2 separate regions of the Sus scrofa genome follow, and region 2 is linked to region 1. Evidence: chromatin contacts called from public Hi-C data. All regions are on one chromosome and are shown on one strand. The core of a region is the stretch at or near the end of the contact, and the rest is flanking DNA. Distances in the headings are between cores, read along the strand shown.

Evidence for each region. Hi-C and Micro-C count contacts between places; a contact is called where the count stands out from the background.
Region 2: a Hi-C map of liver shows a contact between it and region 1, with 6 times the contacts expected there. The contact joins two enhancer-like sites. A contact is called at or near these places in 1 of 47 Hi-C or Micro-C datasets (liver) and 1 of 2 datasets of contacts at active chromatin or transcription factors (alveolar macrophages).

The regions. Positions count from the first base shown.
Region 1 is chr1:29,100,836-29,105,261 of Sscrofa11.1, reverse strand. No RefSeq gene overlaps it. Among named protein-coding and RNA genes, the nearest start is that of ALDH8A1, 42 kb to the right of the region's middle. Within about 2 kb of position 3,036, at least 29 of the 83 cell types and tissues checked have an H3K27ac peak or open chromatin away from gene starts, as enhancers often do. A contact at or near this core is called in liver, where this site is marked.
Region 2 is chr1:29,591,241-29,596,084 of Sscrofa11.1, reverse strand. No RefSeq gene overlaps it. Among named protein-coding and RNA genes, the nearest start is that of SGK1, 150 kb to the left of the region's middle. Within about 2 kb of position 3,419, at least 6 of the 83 cell types and tissues checked have an H3K27ac peak or open chromatin away from gene starts, as enhancers often do. A contact at or near this core is called in liver, where this site is marked.

The DNA.
Region 1 (4,426 bases), core at 1,787-4,286:
TATGGTCTTTGTTTTATTTTCAGTTTTCTGTGTATTGGTTTACTGTGCTGTTTAGTGGTTATAGATAAAAATGCACTGATGAGACAAATGTAATGCCAGCAGAAGGTGGTTTTTCAGTTGTAAATGTCATACAGTATTTGAAGGGACTGCACATTCTGAAAACAATCAGTAGCTTCTAAACCAGATTTCATTTCTGTTACTCTTTGATGCGCCAAACCCCGAAGTGCCTTGAGCTTGAATCTCTGAACACTGTGGACTCCGCTAGAAAATTATTTTGATTGTCACAAATTGTAGTGACTATAAACATTCTTAAACTGATTGTCTTTAAAAAAAAAAAAAAGTTCTCCAAAGACAGGAACGATTATTATAATGGAAAATAATTATGGCCGATATGCCTGTGTTTTTGGGGGGAATGCTGCGCTTTTTGTATTTTCCATCATGAGTGCAGTTTGAACAAATGTGTATGGTTTAAGAGGTCTTCATGTTTGTGTTTTAAAATTAGGTAAATGACCTCATCTTTCAAGCTTGAATTTTTAATTTTAATTTTAGACAACATGTAGACAGTTCCCTGTTCTCTGCATTTAGAAGTATAAATAAGTCTTAATTCTGTAAGTAATTTTTATAATTATGCTGTAACTCTATCCTTAAAATATTTAAAATAAACCCTACATGTGCCAAAAAAAAAAATCATAATGTGTATTGCATTCCTTGGTAACTGTGAGGTCACCTGGGACTTGCTGGTTTTTAGACTCAAAGTCTTTTATCCCCTAAATTGAAAATATACTACCCATCACCCTCAACATGAGTGTGATTTTTTCATGCACTCACTCACACACACACACACACCGTTTTGTGTAACTGTGGTTCCCCCTATGACTACACTCTTTAGTACTCTTCATTTTACCTGCAGGTTTCTAAAATAAACTAGAATCACTCGATGCTTTCCTTGTCCATCTGCACTGGGCAACTACCCAGTGCTGCAATCTATCTTTTCTGATACAACCTCTTCATGCACTGGCGTGATCATACGGCTGCCTGAATACCATCCGCTTCTCCCCTGATCTCCTGATGCTCTCCCCCATCAGTCCTTGCCAAAGCCCCTGACTATCTCTTCCCCAAGGGCACAGACCCTCCTTTCCATGGTGGGTACCTTTGAGCCGGAGGCCCTGACAACATAGCGCCTGGCACCTAGCAGTTCCTCAGTCATGTTTGCTAAGTGAATGACTTTCTGATACAACCTCTTCATGCACTGGCGTGATCATACGGCTGCCCAGGTGGTGTGTCTGGCAGGCCTCCAAGTGGAGTAAGAAGGGATTCGACCCCACTTCCCTCACGACCTGATATAATGTCAGAAATCTCCACAGGCAGCATAGATTTAACTCCTGAGATAAAGCATTTTGGGTCCAGGTCCGTGTGAAAAATCAAGTATGTCCCACAAATCAAAACAACATTGAGGCATCACTTGCACCAATGAGAATGGCCATTTTCAAAAAGTCTACAAATAATAAATGCTGGAGGGAGGTCTCTGGTGCCTCAGCAGATGAAGGATCCAGCATTGTCACTGCTGTGGCTTGGGGCACTGTTGTGGTGCAGGTTTGATCCCTGGCCCAAGAACTTCTGCAGGACATGGGTGTGGCCATAACAAATGAATAAATAAATAAATAAATGCTGGAGAGGGTGTGGAGGAAAAGGGACCCTCCTACACTGTTGGTAGGAATATAAATTGGTGCAGCCACTATGGAGAATGGTTAGGAGCTTCCTTAGGAAAACTAAAAATAGAGTTACCACATGATCCCACAATCCCACTCCTGAGCATATATCCTGAGAAAACTATAATTCAAAAAGATATATGCATCCCAGTGTTCACTGCAGCACCATTTACAGTTGCCAAGACATTGAAGCTACCTAAATGTCCATCTTATAGATGAATGGTTAAAGAAGATGTGGTACATATGTACAGTGGAATACTACTCAGACATAAAAAATAATTTTTGTAGCAACATAGATGGACTTAGAGATTGTCATACTAAGTGAAGTAAGACAGAGAAAGACAAATATCATACAATATCACTTCTAATGTAATCTAAAAAAATGATACAAATGAACTTATTTACAAAACAGAAATAGACTCACAGATATAGAAAACAATCTTATGGTTACCAAAGGCAAAAGAGGGGTTGGAATAAATGAGAAGTGTGGGATAAACACATATACAGAACTATATATAAAACATAAATAAAGACCTACTGTATAGCACAGGGAACTATAGTCAATATCTTGTAATAATCTATAACAGAAAATATGAAAAAAATATATGTGTGTGTGCATGTATAACTGAATCACTTTACTGTATACCTAAAATTAACACAACATTGTAAATAACTATCTTTCAACAAAAATTTTTAAAAATTAAATATGTCTCTAAGATAGGAATTATCACTTCAGATTATTTAGTCAATTAGCAAGGGAAAGAATGGGACATAGGGAGTTGCCTGATGGCTCAGCAGGTTAAGGATCTGGCATTGTCATTGCCAGGGTTCCATCCCTGGCCTGAGAACTTCCAGTAACAAGAGTGCAGCCAAAAAAACCCCAAAAGTAGTGGGACATAGGGTAGATGATTTTTGATGGCTGATTAGGTCAAGCGAGATCCATGGCATAAAACATAAAAATCCCCATGGAGGGACTGGATCTTAAGGAAAATCACAGAAATAAAATTCAGGGCATTTAGGCTTTGCCTCTAGAATTAGATAAATCACAAGACAGAAAAGCCAGTACTTCGCCTTTGAGTATTCAAAGGCGAGGCGGTGCTTCCTGTCTCGGGCGGTTGCCTCTCTGCTCTGCTTGCACTGAGACCGATAATTCTTATTCTAGACTTGAATCTAATAAAACCATGTGTTTGGATTTCCTGGAATTTTTCTGACTCTGAATATGGACTTCTTCCCAAAATCTTCCACGTCCCGTCTGCCCTATGAATGGGCAGTTTCCAGGATGTTAGCAGAGGGAACCCAGTGGGGGCGGGGGAGAGGCTGGGAGAAAGGGCGGGGGAGAGGCTGGGAGAGGGGGCGGATGTCCTCCCAGCGCCGCCAGACTCGACACCAGAGGCAGGTGGAGACTTAGCCTCCCCGAGACTTACAAGCCGCCAAATTCACCTTTTAATTTACTCTGAGTCAAAATAGGATGAAATAAGAGCTAATAAAATAACCCAGTTGGCCAGAAAGTGTTCTCCATCCTATTTCTCAGAGCGCTCTGACCCAGGGTGAATCATCCCAGCCCCTACCTTCTGGCTGTTGCTGGTGATAAGCGGTGCTCCAAGTCGCTGGGCTCCCTCCCTCTCCTCCACGCTTTCTGTTCTCTTTCCGATCCTTCTTTCCCCTCTTTTCTTCCTTTCCTCCCTTCCTTCCCTTTCCTCTCCTTCTCTCCTTCCTTCCTTTCTTCATTTCCTTCCATCCTTCATTTACTCAAAAAATACTTGTTGAGGGCTTACCCTGGGTCAGATGCTGCAAAAAAGAATGAGACAAATCATTGTACAGAACCCCTGTTCTACACACACACACACACACACACACACACACACACACACACACACTCCTATTTGAGGACTCCCCATAGCAGATCCTCAGAATGAGATGGATATTGGCTTTTGTCACCTTACACTTAGCAGCGAGGCATACCTGATGCTTAACTGATACATGCCAACTAACAGCAGGGATAGGATGGGATGGTGAAGGGATCTGAGTTTGACTCCTGGCTCTGCCTTTGACTTTATGGATGACCTGGTCAGGGATCTGGACTATATGATCCTCACCTAAAGAAAGGAAGGGTGGCCTAGATGCCTACTCAAGTCCTCTCAGTCCCCTCAACCCATTATATATCTGAAAGATCTGAAAGTGTTCAGGGATAATGAGGAACTTGGTCTCTCAATGTCAGAAATGCAAAAAAAATTGAAAGCCATTTTTAAAAAATCTAACTTTCTGAAACCTGCATTTATCGGGGAATATATAATAAATGTAAGCAATTCCTATTTCCGCTAATATAAAATATTCAGATTGCTTTCTGGCCAAGTCTTTGCAGCAGTAATGCAAATGAGGAGGCTGTTGAGCGGATCACGAAAAATTTCTGCAGAAAAGCAGCGCCACCTTCTGGAATACCATGGTGCTGCATGTAGTGAGTACAAATTCTGAGAAATCACCAGTCTGGGGTGTCACAAAACACGGAATCAAGAGCATTAGTCTTAATCAGAAGCTGCACCTTAAACTTTGACATGACCGTCAAACTGTGGAAATATTTCTCCATAGGTTAATTTTTGTGATGTTTTAGACTTACTTTTGCATCAAACTCTTCATCCATGCTATATATCTTTCTTTATAAATTAGCCTCAGTAATAGGTACTAATAAAAGCCACTTAGTCAAAATCGCTTATTTTGAG
Region 2 (4,844 bases), core at 2,170-4,669, 490 kb before region 1:
CCCTCGGCACATGGAGTTTCCCAGGCTAGGGGTCGAAATGGAGCTGTAGCTGCCAGGCTACACCGCAGTCACAGTAACGCAATATCCGAGCCCAGTCTACGACCTACACCCCACTCACTGCAATGCCCCATCCCCAACCCACTGAGCAAGGCCAGGGATCAAACCCACAGCCTCATGGTTACTAATCGGATTAACTTCTATTGTGCCACAATGGGAACTTCTCCATCTTTTTATTTGTCTTTATTTCCCCAGTAATTAGACAGGGGCTGGTACATCATAAACAATCATTATTTATTGTATGAATAAGTCCGAGATTTTAGACTTAGCAATTATTCAATATTCAATAAATTTCAATGTATTCAATTAAAATACATTATTCAATACATTTCGAAAAACCTGAGCTCTCAGCTGCACTATAGGATGAATTTTCTAAGTAGTAGTGCTCTTTCTAGAGCCATGGCTTTGAGATCCAAAACAGGACTGTGCATAATCATTTTAGCTCCTTGCTAGGGCTTTGCTCCTATAATGATTTATGGTTATATCTTTCAATTTTTCCATTCTATTCCTGTGGTAAACTCCTCAGAATGCTCAGTCAGGCAAAGGAAACAAACACAGTAAAGTCTGATTTAAACTTTCTTGTTCTCTTGGCTCTTCCAGTCAGAATAAGAAAGAAGTTACAGAAGTTAGTAGGGTACAAGTATTTTTACAGAGAATGACATGACCACACCGTCAGTGATAAAGCAGAAACGGGAAAATTCTGCTTCAGAGGACGTGGTGGAGAGAAGCTCCCTTCACAGTCTCCATCAACAAGAGTCTTTGGGTACCTGCTAATTCTGTGATTCATGTCTCTATTTGATGTGAAGTGTTACAGTCATCTGCTCCTTCTTGATCTCATGAATAAATAAATCCTTCCTTGGAAACAGAGAAGTGGACGGATTGCCACTAACCCTCAGAGACTTCACTGAACTGGGAGTGACTCATTCCACGTGGCGTCAAGCCTCTTTCTTTGACTAATGTCTCATTGAAGTTGTGCAAGTGACTAACAGATGGGAAAGTTTTCTGGAGAAAGTTGGTTGTTTGTAAGTTTAAGTCTGTTTGAAGAGTCCCTGGTATCGGCTCTTGAATTGCTCTGCTTTTTATTTGGATCAGGCATTGGTTTTTTTTTTTTTGTTTTTTTTTTGTTTTTTTTTGTCTTTTGTCTTTTTTGTTGTTGTTGTTGCTATTTCTTGGGCCGCTCCGCGGCATATGGAGGTTCCCAGGCCAGGGGTTGAATCGGAGCTGTAGCCACCGGCCTATGCCAGAGCCACAGCAACGCGGGATCCGAGCCGCGTCTGCAACCTACACCACAGCTCACGGCAACGCCGGATCCTTAACCCACTGAGCAAGGCCAGGGACCGAACCCACAACCTCATGGTTCCTAGTCGGATTCGTTAACCGCTGCGCCACCACAGGAACTCCCTGGATCAGGCATTGTTAATTCAAACTTGGTTTAAAACGGCCCTAAAGGTTTAGATTTGCTCTTTTCTCTCAAGTGTGAAAGACAAGAACTTCTGTCTTTAAACAAATTCTGCAGGTCAAGAGATTTTCATTAAAATAAAGCGGTAGCCTCTAAGTATGTGACTATTTTAAGAGTATTAAATGGAGTAAATGGAGTTTGCCATCCTTAGAACATGGCTCCTGGATCAAGACCTCTTGAGAACAGGGATCCTGTCTTAGCTGTTATTAGTATTTTTTGTTTACTGCTCCCCCCTCCATTATTGAGTTCCACCCTAAGTCTCTGCTTTGGGTTAGTAACATCCTCTCTGGCCTCCTTTGGAATAGCATTTCCTAGTGTGAGTCTGGTATTTACTTTTCTTAAAAACATTGGTTAAAAAATATTTTTCTTCTTCTCTTAAGGACCTCGACACGAGACTTCAAAAAATAAAAAAAATAAAAAAAAATAAAGGAGAGGAATTCTAGATTATCACTGCTAAGAGGCAGCCCATTTATAGACACACATTTAAATCCATGAGCTCATACAGATATCTCTGTTTCTGATGCAACACTATAGGATGTATTCTACCTAAACTTCCCTTCTCCTAATTTGTAACTCTTCTTTTCCAACAGTGAGAAACCTTTCTTTTATTATCCACTGTAGATTTACTTTTGGTTCAACATAAGACAGTTTCAGGATTGCTAACCCACACCCCCTGAGAGATGCAGTGTATATGTGTACATAGTTGAATACAAACTGTTAGTATACAGATAAAATACTATTTCCCCGGAGTCACTCAGGTTAATGCTCTTGTTCCCCACCCCCTTCAGTGTGGGTTTGTTATTTACTTGTAAAGCAGTGAAGTTCCTTTCTTAATGTTTGTTCTCCATTTCACCCCGCCTCCCCATCACTAGGTTTAGATTATCCCTTCTAGTAGGATTGGGATCACACAAGCTTTTCAACTTCTTTTTACCTTTTCCCTCGCCCTCATTTCCTGGTCTCATTTTCATAGGAGTGTTCAGTTAAGAGAAAAACTGGTTTTAAGGCTCCTCCCTAATCCTTTTAATTTGGGAAGAGATTGAAATGAATAGTCAAAAGGCTAAAAGGTTGGTGGTGGGTGGGTAGAGGAACAGTGGCCAGGAGCAAGAATCATTTATAAAACAGATAACAGATTTCAGTAGAATTGAGGGTCAAAATATGCATACTGATTTAGCAATAATACAATGAAGAAGGGTCACGCCCTTAACCTCCAACCTGGGTTGTTTGGTGGGGCTTAATCAGTGCCAGGAAACTCATCCAACTACCATGCTTTTAGAATTAGCAGGCTCTTGCCTAAGTGAGCCTTTGGGGTTGGCAGGCCCTCATTCCCAGTAAAGCTGAGCTACGTATTCTATTTCTTTAGTGTGTTCATTCATTCATTTAATTACCTATTGACAGACACAGAGCTGGGCTCTTATTCTGTGTGAAGGACTTTGCAGGAAAGAGCGGGGTCATCCAGCATCCTTCTGACCAATTCCACTGTCTCTGTTTGTGACCATCCTAAATGGTCATAGAATATTTGGGAGCTAAGCAAATAGAAGTCATTATGTTCAGAGGTAACCATTCAAAGAAAAAGAAAAAACAAAACAAAACAAACCAAAAATCCTCAAGCTTTCCGAAGAGGAAGTTGTTTTGAAAATCTCATGCCCTACTGTCTCTAGACTTTAGGGAGAGGGCCAGCTACCTACAGGCCTGCCTTCGTGCTCTTCCCCAAGGCAGTTCCAACAGCCCAGCCCAGACATGTACTTGAGTCCAGGTAAACAGTGTTCTCCAATTAATTGGGGGAAAAATACCCTGGTGGCAGAGCTGGGAAAGCATGGGTTGGTAGAGTGAAGGCGAGTCATCAGGCAGGTCACAACAAGGCCAATGCAAATTCTACAGTGTTTGTTTCTCTTGAATGCTATTCTGAGCACAGTAAACAGGACTGGCAAACAAAGACTGCAAACAACAAGAGCAATGTCAAAAGTGCTCCGGGTAGGAGTAAGAACTAGGTTATCATAAACACCCACGTTTAGAGGCTTAAGGTACAGTTGAAGAACAGGATTAAAGCTGAAAACTTTATTTATTTTTATTTTTATTTTTTTATTACTCAAATGAATGTATCACATCTGTAGTTGTGTAATGATCATAACAATTCAATTTCACAGGATCTCCAAAAGCTGCCAACTTTATAACCCAGATATTGATAACATCAGTTTGTTAGTATTATATTTCACTGAAAGAAAGATGGATCATATCATGGGATGTTGTATGTGCTGTATGTGTTTTATAAATGGGCTTATGGTCTTGGTGGGAAGATCACGCAGTTTCCTGGGTAAATATCTCTCTCTCTCCTTTTCTTTATTTCTTCCTTACAATGCACCAGGGAAAGGAACTCTACTTTGTTTTACCTCACAGCCTGATTGAAATGAACATGCATAATTGTGGAAGGACTGGGCAGCAAATCTAATAGTCCTTCATTCTCAAGGACTAAGACCAAGACTTCTACGTTTTTGTTGGCAATCTTTTTTTTTTTTTTTTCCTATCCATTTGACAGTTAAGTTAGCATTTGGAACAATTTTCCTAATAGAAATGTTATTTGTTACTTCTTGGGGGCTTGCATGTACAAAAATTAAAACCTGTTATTACAGCCTCCTATTTCAGCATTTCCTTGTGGGGGATCCATACCTACCCAGTGGCCTCCAAGGATTAGAAAGAAGGGAAGGTGTTCCCAATTGTCTAGACCTTATCGGAGCATCATCTGAATTATGCAAGGGCTCCATATTATGCATTCAGGTTGGCTCTTCATTGGGGAATAGCTCACATAAGGTTATTGGTATTTCCTGCCCCTGTTAGGCCAAAACTATCATAATAACAGCTTTTCTGGCTGGATTCAGGTAGCTTTGCTTCAAGCCCAGACCAGAATCAGGAAATGAAGAGGCATGTGTGGAAAGGAAAACTACTGGGGTGGAGGTTTGGGGGTGGGGAAAGGGGAATTTCTCAATGTTTTCATGGCATCAAAATGTTCAACATGGACAAGTCATTAGGAAAAAAAAAAAGACCTACTCCTAGTGGAAATTACCACTGGTCAGATTCTCCACTGTAACATCTGATTCTGACACTATATATATGGGCTGGGTAGGGCTGAGAGGCTGAAAGGTTAGTCAGACTAGTTAGAATACTTAGTTTCTTTACAAGTATTTCAAACACTGTTGACTTGGTAAAGGTCTTCTTTAAGGAAAAGAATATAGGACGTTCCCCTGTGGCACAGGGTGTTAAGGATCCAGCATTGCCTCAGCTGTGGTTTGGGTTACAGCTATGGAGTGGGTTCAATCCCTGGCTCAGGAAATTC